Linked DNA regions of Capra hircus: region 2 is linked to region 1. The links are chromatin contacts, called in public Hi-C maps. All regions are on one chromosome and are shown on one strand. The core of a region is the stretch at or near the end of the contact, and the rest is flanking DNA. Distances in the headings are between cores, read along the strand shown. Region 1 overlaps FGD2 (FYVE, RhoGEF and PH domain-containing protein 2). Region 2 holds the start of C23H6orf89 (bombesin receptor-activated protein C6orf89 homolog).

The links. A called contact is a pair of places that touch in the nucleus more often than the background predicts.
Region 2: a contact with region 1 is called in a Hi-C map of blood, with 6 times the contacts expected there. The contact joins the promoter of C23H6orf89 here to the enhancer-like site in region 1. A contact is called at or near these places in 2 of 5 Hi-C or Micro-C datasets (both in blood).

The regions. Positions count from the first base shown.
Region 1 is chr23:37,821,068-37,826,083 of ARS1.2, reverse strand. It overlaps FGD2 (FYVE, RhoGEF and PH domain-containing protein 2), which reads left to right. Exons shown (of 16, transcript XM_018039186.1): 10 at 4,804-4,883; 11 at 4,973-5,003. Among named protein-coding and RNA genes, the nearest start is that of FGD2, 21 kb to the left of the region's middle. Within about 2 kb of position 2,578, at least 4 of the 5 cell types and tissues checked have an H3K27ac peak or open chromatin away from gene starts, as enhancers often do.
Region 2 is chr23:37,948,578-37,954,113 of ARS1.2, reverse strand. C23H6orf89 (bombesin receptor-activated protein C6orf89 homolog) reads left to right here and starts at 1,374. Exons shown (of 9, transcript XM_013973851.2): 1 at 1,374-1,522.

The DNA of each region.
Region 1 (5,016 bases), core at 1,329-3,828:
CCTACTGTCTGATTCTACATACACACATACATATGGTGCACGCCTACTGTCTGATTCTACATACATACTACATACATGCACGCTTACTGTCTGATTCTACATACATACATACATATGGTGCACGCCTACTGTCTGATTCTACATACATACTACATACATGCACGCTTACTGTCTGATTCTACATACATACATACATGCACGTCTACTGTCTGATTCTACATACATACATACGGTGCACGCCTCCTGTCTGATTCTACGTACATACATACGTGCACGTCTACTGTCTGATTCCGATGCTGTGACATCCTGGAAGAGGCATTTTCTCTCTGGATGGAGACAGCGAGAGGGTCAGTGGTTACTGGGGTTGGGAAGGGAGGGATGAACGCAGGATTTTAAGGGTGGTGAGACTGCTTTGTATGGTGCTATAATGGTTGCTGTTGGTTAGTTGCTAAGTCATGTCCAACTCTTTGTGACCCCATGGACTCCTCTGTCTATATAATGGTAGATATCAGTTATTATACATTTATCCAAACCCACAGAATGTGTACAACACCAAGAGTGAAGTGTGATGTGAACTATGAACCTTGGGTAATGATGACAGGTTTGTTGATTCTAACACATGTACCGCTCTGGTGGGGAAGTGTTATTAATGGAGAGGCTGTGCACGTATGGGCACAGGGGGCATCTGGGAAATCTCTGTACCTTCCTCTCAGGTTTGCTGTGAACCTAAACACTGATTAAAAAAAAACAAGGCCCAGAAAGGTTAGGGCCTCCCTGATAGCTCAGTTGGTAAACAATCTGCCTATAATGCAGAGACCCGGTTCGATTCCTGGGTCGGAAAGTTCCGCTGGAGACGGGATAGGCTGCCCACTCCAGTATTCTTGGGGTTCCTTGTGGCTCAGCTGGTAAAGAGCTGGCTCAGTGGTAAAGGCTTACCCACTCCAGTATTTTGGCCTGGAGAATCCCATGGACTCTATAGTCCATAGGGTCACAAAGAGTTGGACACGACTGAGTGACTTTCACTTTCTCTTTCAGAAAGATTAAGTAACTTGCTTGGGGCTCACACAGCAAATCCTTGTTTGCATGATCAAGCCCAGATATAACAGAGTCCAGAGCCTCTGTATCTAACCAGCATACTATACTGTCTCCTATTAAGGCTTCAACCCAGAGGGATAAAGCATAGGGTGGAACTGCAGGCATAGTGGAGGAAATGGGAAGAAAACCCTCTGGGCCACCCCTCTCTGATGGCTCCTAAGTCCCGGTGGCCGGGGCTGGAAGAAACAGAGGTCAGATCTGGCCCATCTTAGTATCTTTCCATCTCCCCTTTCCCTCTCCTTACCCCACATGACATCTCCCAGGATTTGCCCCAGGAGGCAGCCCAATTCTGACCCTGGAGACCTCCTGAGGTCTGAGAGCCCCTGCAGGAGGGCCTTGCCCCCGCTCCTGACTTGGATTGCCTGGCATTTGGGGCTGAAACAAGGGCTGGGGGTGGGGTGTAGTCTGAGGGTGATGAGAGCTGATGGCTGGACATGGGCAGCTTCTGGGGGCTCCCAGTCCGCCCCCCATGCCTCAGCAGACTGAGGTCTTTTGGGAACGCAGCCCCCTACTCTGTGTCATCCAGCTTCTCTTACTGAATGTGGCCAGAATGTCCCAGAGGCCAGAGCAGGCATGCGCTTGTACGTCTGGGCGCCGTGGTGGGTGAGACTGAGAAATTGAGAAATTGAGACTAGAGAAATTGGAGACTGGCAGCCCTGTCTTAGGACTGGCAGAGACCCAGGCATAGAAAAAGAGAGGCAAAGATTGACAGAAAAGCCAAGAAATATAGAGACCAAAACAGAGTCGTTAAGAGGAAATCCATAAATATGTTCCCTAGAGTGTCTGACGCTCAGGATGTGTGCGCCGTCTTCCCGGCGTCTGCCAGTCTCGGCGAACACAATCACTGCAGGGCGTGTCTGGTGCTCTGGTGGTCACACAGCGCCCTCTCCTGGATGGCGCGGGCCTGGCGGGTGCAGAGCTGTCCACCCAGCCGCGTTTGTACAGGAATCATTTTCTGAGTCTGAGGTTTGGAGGCAGGGCTGGTCTTTGACCACTATGATGGCTCCCACTAGCCCATACCCCCCGGCCTCTCTCCTTCCTGAGTGTCAGGGAGCCCTGGATCTCAGCAGCTGATTTCCACCCCCCAGGGGCTCAGTTCAGCTCAGTCACTCAGTCGTGTCCGACTCTTTGCGACCCCATGGACTGCAGCACGCCAGGCCTCCCTGTCCATCACCAACTCCCGGAGTTTACTCAGACCCATGTCCATTGAGTCGGTGATGCCATCCAACTATCTCATCCTCTGTCGTCCCCTTCTCCTCCTGGCCTGCCTGGGTCCTATCTTTGTGCCATTCTGCACAGGGCCATCCTGGGTGTGGGCCCTTGGGCACTCATGGACCCAAGACAACTGCGTCTCCATGGACAGCTGTGCAGGTTGGGCACTGCACGAGCACCTCCCAGCTAAAACGAGCGCTCGGCAGCCACAGCAGACAGCACAGGTTGCATATAGACAGTTCTCATTGTCCGGCAGATGGCAGTCAAGTCTCGGGTTCAACAAACCAGACTCTTGACTATTACATCAGTTTGCCAACAGATGTCAGTAAAGTGTTTTGAGGAAGAGGTGTCTTTTTCTAATTAGCACAAAGGCACTGCATGGGCTGGCAGGGACCTGACTGCCAAGTCTGGTGGTTGAGCCTGGGCACAGCCCAGCTCGGGAAACTGTCCTTCAGAAACCTACATCCTGCACCCCTGCAGAGGTGGTCCCTCAGGTCAGGGATCTCCCCAGTTCCCCTTTACTATGAAAAGCGTCATGTTTCTTCCCAGCTCTGGCCTCCAAGCCTTAGATTTCTCCCTTCTTGTCCCTCTCCCTCCCCCAGTCAGTCATGGAGTCTTGCCAGATTCCTGATATAGACCCTTTGAGCCTCCGCATTGTCAAGGGTATCAAGAGCAGGTCACATCCAGCCCCTTCTAGAGGCAACGGGCAGGTTCTGTGGGCCCAGTGAATAGACCAGGCCTCTCGTGAGCAAGTCATGCTCTTGCAGGAGTGGTGGGCGGCCTGAAAGTGTGCCAAGGCCTGCTCACCTTGCGGCAGGGAGCTGCAGAGGGGCCAAGTGTCAGGTGGGTTCACGTCCCTCCATGCTAGGCCCCTGGGCTCCAGGTCTGTGTCTTCACTTCCTTTCATGACCCTGTCTTCACACGGCCTGGGAGGCATCTGTGTTTACCGGGCTCTGGGGTAGAGTAGAAAGAGACGTGCTTCTACCTTACCCATGAGGACCGAAACCCTGAGTCTGAATCTTCATTCTGCTCTTTAGATGCTGTGTGACCCCAAGCAGGTCTCTTGTCCTCTCTGACCTCCATTTCCTCATCTCCCAAATGAGGGTGATAATATCTGCCTCTCAAGATTGCTGTAAAGATTTTCATTCACATCTGTTTATTATGGACACTTTTAAGGGGAGAAAATGGTACCTCATATATTCATCACCTGGTTAGGATGACTGTCAACTCAAAACTGGTCTCTTCAGCAACCCCCCTTCTAGTCCCCTTTTCCAATGGATTATTTAAGAGCAAATCTCAGACACGCAATCATTTCACCTATAAATACTTCAGTATGTCTTTGTAAGAGGCAGGAACTGTTTTTTTTTTTTTTTTTTTTTTTTTGGGAACTGTTTTTTAAAAAAGATATTTTATTTTATTTTTTGGCCATTCCATGCTGCATGTGGGATATTAGTTCCCCAGCTGAGGATCAAACCCTTGCTTCCTGCAGTGGAAACTCAGACTGTACCGCCAGTGAAGGCCCAAGGACTCTTTTCTCTTTTTTTTGCCCTAAAAGATGCCAACAGTACCATGATTACATCTAACAAATTAATGATACTTATTTAATAACAGAGAGATCCCTTGGTTCTCCTTGGCTGGGTCGTAATTGCCTTCTCACAGCTGATCTGTGTGAATCATTTCTGATATGCTTCTTACATGCCCTTTATCTATCATACTTCCCTCTCCTACTTTCCTCTCATTTATTAATTGAAAATCAGATCATTTCTCTGGCAGAGTCGCTCTCAGTCTGGATTCTGCTGACCGCACCCCAGTGGTGTCATTCACTGTGTCCCATGGGCCCCCATATTCCCCAGAAACTGGTAGATGACCACGGGTTCAGCTGTGCCAGAGGACTGCAGCCGGTGGCAGGCAGTGCCCTCAGGGACACGTGGTGGCCGTTAAGTGTTAGAACTGATCAGTGGGTTCAGCAGTTGTGCCCATTAAATGAGAACACGTGCGGGTGCTCAGCGAAGCGCTTTGTGACCGGCAGCCTTCACAGCGGCCTCGGAACCTGCGGAGTTCTGGGATGAGGGTGGTGGAGGACAGGAGGTGGAGATCTGTCCGGTCTGTCGAGCTGTTATCAATTCCTTCATTCACGATATGGGGCAGAGGGTTTCATCCTAGGCCCTATGTCTGCTATTGGAAAAGCCGTGTCCCCAAACCCAGCGTGTGAGCCAGTTTCCATCTTGGTGACCCTTTTGTCGGGAGTCCCCGCCTCACCCTGGGCAGGCTTATCTGCTGAAGTTCTGGGAGCCCCAGGTCCCGTCTGCTCTGTTGATCGAGGCCAGCTCGGGGCACCTTTGCTGGGCTAGACGGAATGGGGAGCCACTGAGCAAGCTCCCCATCCTTGTCTCTCTGTTTGAATTGTCCCTGGGGCACGATCCTCCTCCCTCCCCACCACAGTGCCTGGGGGGGGCGGGCGGGAGCCTGAGCCATCTCTCCCTCTCTTTGGAGCAGGTGCGGGAGCTGACTGACGCAGAGTTCCCCCACTCCTTCCTGGTGTCCGGGAAGCAGCGAACCCTGGAGCTGCGAGCCCGGTAAGCAGGGGCGGGTCGGTGGGGAGGGGAGAGATGGGAAAGCTGGGAGGGGCCGCTCCCCTCAACACCTGTGTTCTCTTTCTGAGCAGGTCCCAGGAGGAAATGATCTCCTGGTTGCAGGTATCAGAACAAA
Region 2 (5,536 bases), core at 125-2,624, 130 kb before region 1:
TTCCATCTCCTGTCTACTCATCCTGTCTGTAGTAGACTCTCCTTCTCTCTTCTCGATCTTTAATTTGGTGCCACATTCCATCACTGTCTAAATGCTTGTCTCCGATTTTCTTCTCACCAAGTAGACTGTCAATAACCTATGTTAGGGACCCTGTCCTTATGCAGTTGGGCTTCCCAGGTGGCATAGTGGTAAAGAATCAGCCAGCAATGCAGGAGACAGGAGTTCAATCCCAAGGTCAGGAAGATCCCCTGGAGTAGGAAATGGCAATTCACTCCAGTATTCTTGCCTGGAGAATTCCATGAACAGAGGAGCCTGGAGGGCTACAGGCTATGGGGTCACAGAGAGTCAGACATGACTGAGCAAGCATGCCTTATCCAGTTCAGTTCAACATTCACACAGGGCGTGTTCCAGATCAGAATCTGAGCAGAGCGAACGTGAAGTCGCTCCGTGTGTCCGACTCTTTGCGACCCCATGGACTGTAGCCTACCAGGCTCCTCAGTCCATGGAATTTTCCAGGCAAGATTACTGGAGTGGGTTGCCATTTCATTCTCCAGGGGATCTTCCCAACCCACGGATCGAACCCAAGTCTCCCGCACTGCAGGCAGACTCTGCTGCTGCTAAGTCGCTTCAGTCGTGTCCGACTCTGTCCGACCCCATAGACGGCAGCCCACTAGGCTCCCTCGTCCCTGGGATTCTCCAGGCAAGAACACTGGAGTGGGTTGCCATTTCCTTCTCCATTGCGTGAAAGTGAAAAGTGAAAGTGAAGTCGCTCAGTCGTGTCTGACTCTTAGCGACCCCATGGACTGCAGCCCAGCAAGCTCCTCCATACATGGGATTTTCCACGCAAGCGTACTGGAGTGCGGTGCCATTGCCTTCTCCAACAGGCAGACGCTAATCTCGAGCAATTTAACCTTCCCATAAACTTCAGCTTGGTTAGTAAGAGGGTAAATGAAGGTTGTTGAAGAAGTTTCACGAATATAAAGTCCTTTGTAATGTGTGGCAAAGAGTAAACATTAATGAGAGTGTATACAGAGTGTATACAGAGTGTATAATGAGTGTGCCGTGCGTAAATTTGAGTGATCTATTTGTCTGCCTTTCTTTTAGATTTCTTACGTTATCCCTCCCACTTCCTTCTCTTAATGCCTAACACGCTGCCTGTCACATAGTAGGAGGCTCAACAAATACTCATTGAGTGAATTAGTTCAGCGATGAAGTCGGCATTGTCTCACAAAGAGACCGCTGGCGAGGACTGCAGAAGGCCGAGAGGGAAGAACTGGCCGCCAGGGGGAGCAAGAAGCCGTGCTCTCCAGATCTCGTGATAGTTCCCAAGTTCTCCGAGACATCGCCAGTTCTACTTCTGGCGGAAGCTTCCGGCGGGAAGAAGGAGCGCGGCCTCGTCTGTGGAGTGGGAGTTGCTTCCGGGTTGCGCGCCCGGAAGTAGGAAGTTGTCGGCCTATCCTCCTCGCCCGGCGGCTTGCTGTCCCCGAGGCGGGAGGAGCCCGAGGGGGCGCGGGCCCCGCATGTAAGTGACTGGGGCCCGAGGCCGGGAGGGGGGAGGCAGCTTCGTGACAACACTGTCGCCGCACCCGTCTGTAAACTCCTCGCGCAGCCCACCTTTCCGCGCCAGTGCCACTCCTGCCCCTGCGCTGACCCCTTCTCTGAGCCTTTGCCGTTTTGCGGACTGACAGCACCCTTCACCAACCCCCCGGGGTCAACTTTCTTAAAAGACTTCTCCCTTTTTTCCCTTGCCTCTGCCGGGGAGAGCAGAGAGTTCCGCCCTAATTGAACTTGTTTCGCGGGGTCACAATAGTGACCAAAACAGCGGTCCTAGCGAAGTCTATATTTCATTGCCCTTTTAGCTTTGTCTTTTTTTTTTTTTTTTTTTGAATGTTTACAGTAGATTTCCCGCTCCACTCCGAAACATCTTTTTCTGATAATTGTTAGGGAAGGAATTAAAAAAAAAAATTTTTTTTTATGATAAACATGGCATCTCGGATTTCAGAAAGGAATATGACTTGGTTTATTGGCTTGATTAAATGAGCTGTTTGTAATCTCCATTTAGAACAAGGAAATTTGCCTGCTTCATGTTGCGTAGTGTTTTAAGATCATTAGTCCTGCAAGCCACACTTCTTTTCTGGTCTAAGAGCCTGCATATCCTTGGTATTTGCCATTACACCAGTTTTAAGGTATTTGGCCTTCTCTTCATGATAGGGGCTTCCCTGGTGGCTCAGATGATAAAGAATCCGCTTGCAATGCAGAAGTGGGTACAATCCCTGGGTCAGGAAGATCCCCTGGAGGAGGAAATGGCAACCTATTCCTGTATTCTTGCCTGGAGAATTCTTAGGACAGAGGAGCCTGGCCGGCTACAGTCCGTGGGGTTGCAAAGAGTCAGACTGAGCGACTAACACTTTCACTCATAATAGAGACTACTTCCAGAATAATTTCTGACTTTTCCTATTTGCTCATTTGGTTGTTCCCATAGTGGAATCTTCCATGGACATCTTTCCCTTAATAAATTTGCTTGTTTGAGTTATGACAGTTTCCCTTTAAGGAAGGACATGCTTTAACCTAAATTTAGCTTTGCTACATTGAAGTTTTGACTGAAGTTCACATCCACCAATTCGAATACCACAGGCCCTGTCTGCCCTTTCTGCTTTAGACCAAAACAGTTTTCAAGACCCAGTTCAAATCCCTGTTCTTCCACAGCTATTTAAAGCTACACACACACAAAATCTAAGTGTGAAGTTCCTATCTTGCTCACCTAAACTCTCATTAGGCTGATGTGTTTTTGAAAAATAAGTAAAATAAACCGCTAGTTTGTGAACAAAATGATTAGGTCTTTTCTATAAATTGTTCAACAGGCAGTGATAAGGTTCCATATCTCTGAGGTGAATTTCCATGTCTGTTATTAGTTTGTGTTGTTATTTTCTCCAAAAAATCTGCTTTCAAGAAACAGTTTCGTGGCAAGGAAGACAAGGAATAGATGTAATACAGGGTGCTAGGGTTGTGTTTAAGGTTCAAAGGGCAGAAATGAAGGGCTGAGATTCAAAGGGCAGAAATAGTGTTCACTCATTGGACAAAGCACAGGAGGATAGTTTTTGTAAACAGAAAATTATGTGTACAGAAGCAGAAAGGTGTGAAATAGTATGGCAGCAAAGAATATGAGGAAAGAATGGGAAACTAGACTGAACAGATAGGCAGTAACCAGTGGGTCATGCTAAGTAATTTGGACTTCATGTTATTATAATTATTACGTATTTAATTTGGGTAATAAGACAAATGTTTTAGATATATCACCTTGTAATTGATTAACAACATGGTTGGAAAGACACAATTATCCTTATTTTATAGATAAAAAACTCTGAGGCTTTAGAGAGGTTAGAACAGTGTCTCATGGCCACACAATAGATGGAGAATCTAGTATTTGAATTCAGCTTTTTCTGACTCCAGTGCTGGTATTCGTAACCACCATGCTAAATTGTTCCCTAGCCAGGCGTGGGAAGTCAAGGAAAGTGCTAAAGTGCTTTGAATAGATGAGCAATGTGAGCCAGTTTGTGTTTTAGAAAAATAATTTGTAGAGACAGGCTCAGAAAAGAGAAAAGGGGTTGGAAGTATAGAAATTAAAATATCTTTGTGATGGTCTATGGGAGGGATGTTGAGGGCCTTGACTGCCACTAATGCAGAGCTAAAGAGGAGGTGAAGAATGTGAGAGCTATACAGGATATAAAATTGAGGCTTTGGTGATTGGTTCATTGGTACGGATGAGGAAGCAGGAGGAGAGGTTTTAAGTTTGGAAAACTGATGTTTCCATTATTTAAGAAAAGGAATATAGTAGGATAAACAGTTTGCAGAGGAAAAATAATAAGTCAGATATGGACACATAACACGTAGGGGACTATAAGAAATTTGGGCCAGGAGGTCTGGTAGCTGATTAGATAGATAGGTCTTGAGTTTTGGAGAGTTCTCGATCGGAGAAGTGGAGAAGGCAATGGCATCCCACTCCAGTATTCTTGCCTGGAAAATCCCATGGGTGGAAGAGCCTGGTAGGCTGCAGTCCATGGGGTTGCTAAGAGTCGGATGCGACTGAGCAACTTCACTTTCACTTTTCACTCTCATGCATTGGAGAAGGAAATGGCAACCCACTCCAGTATTCTTTCCTGGAGAATCCCAGGGACGGCAAGCCTGGTGGGCTGCCACCTATCGGGTTGCACAGAGTCGGACACTGAAGCGACTTAGCCCCAGCAGATTGGAGAAGAGATTTAGGAATCACTAAAGCTGGTGGCTAAAGCCGTGGAGGGAATGAGACAGTCAAGGACATCCGTGATGAATACCAACATTCCGAGAGAATGAGAACAAGAGAATTATGCCAAGATTTGAGGGCACTTGAGGGAGATAATGGATGGGAATGGCAGCTGCTGCAGAGAGATAACTGAAAAAGTGTCCTTTGGACTTGGCACGTGAAGAAGGCCTTTGGTGACCTTAGTGAAAGCAGCATCGATGGCGTGAGGGGAAAAGAAACAAATGGAGACCTGAGAAACGAGAGGGAAGTGAAACTTTTTTTTTTGAGAGCTTAACTTCGAAGAGAGGAAGTATAAGCTCTGGAAGTCTAGAGAGGAAGAATTTTTTTTTTTTTTTTAAACCATAGAAACTAGAAAAAGTGAGACGAGGAGATATGTTTAAAAATCTAGGGGTTCTTGCTTCAAATATGGCAGTGTCATAAAAGGCCAGAAAACAAAGCACCAGCATCTGTTGTAGATTTAAGTAGACCAGCGAGGCATAACAGCTAACTGTGATGTGTGATCACTGGTTGGTGCCTAGATTTCTAAAAAGCGGTATGGCCGGCCTTTCCTTCCTGTTTTTTTTGAAAGTTTGACTGTGGACTAGATACTAAGTAATGTTAGAGAATTATTACTTTTAATAAGTATGACAATGATGCTGATGGTTATGTAGAATCATACCCTTATTTTCAGAAGGTACATACTGAAACATTTAGAAGTGATTTCATGATGTGTTACATTAATAAGTTTCAAATGGTTCTAGTAAAAAAAAAAAAACAGTTGGACCAAAAGTAAATATAGCCAAATGTTTGTTAACAATTGGTGAATCTAACTTAAGGATATGCAAACATCCTTTGTACTATTACAGTTTTTCTAGAGGCTTGAAATTTTTCAAAATAAAAAATTGAGAGAAAAACAGTATATTTTCAGAGAGCAAAGAAAACACTAGACTCTTCAATGAAGTCTCAATGAGCAGAAATGTCCAGAAAGAGGAACGTTGATGATAAGAGTACAAAAAAGTGGAATTCCCTTAATTGTAAATTTAAAGCAGTTATTACAGTTTTAAATTGCTCCTCTTTTAAATTGTATCATTTTAATGTTTTATCATTTATCTTTTCTTTAAATGTGGAATTTGGCTTTTATTACAATTCAATGATAACATTTTTTTTTCCGGTTTAATGAAACACATCTTCAATCAGTGAGAATCATTGGAAAAAATAGAATGGAATATATTCATAACACTGAAGGATGGATTATTA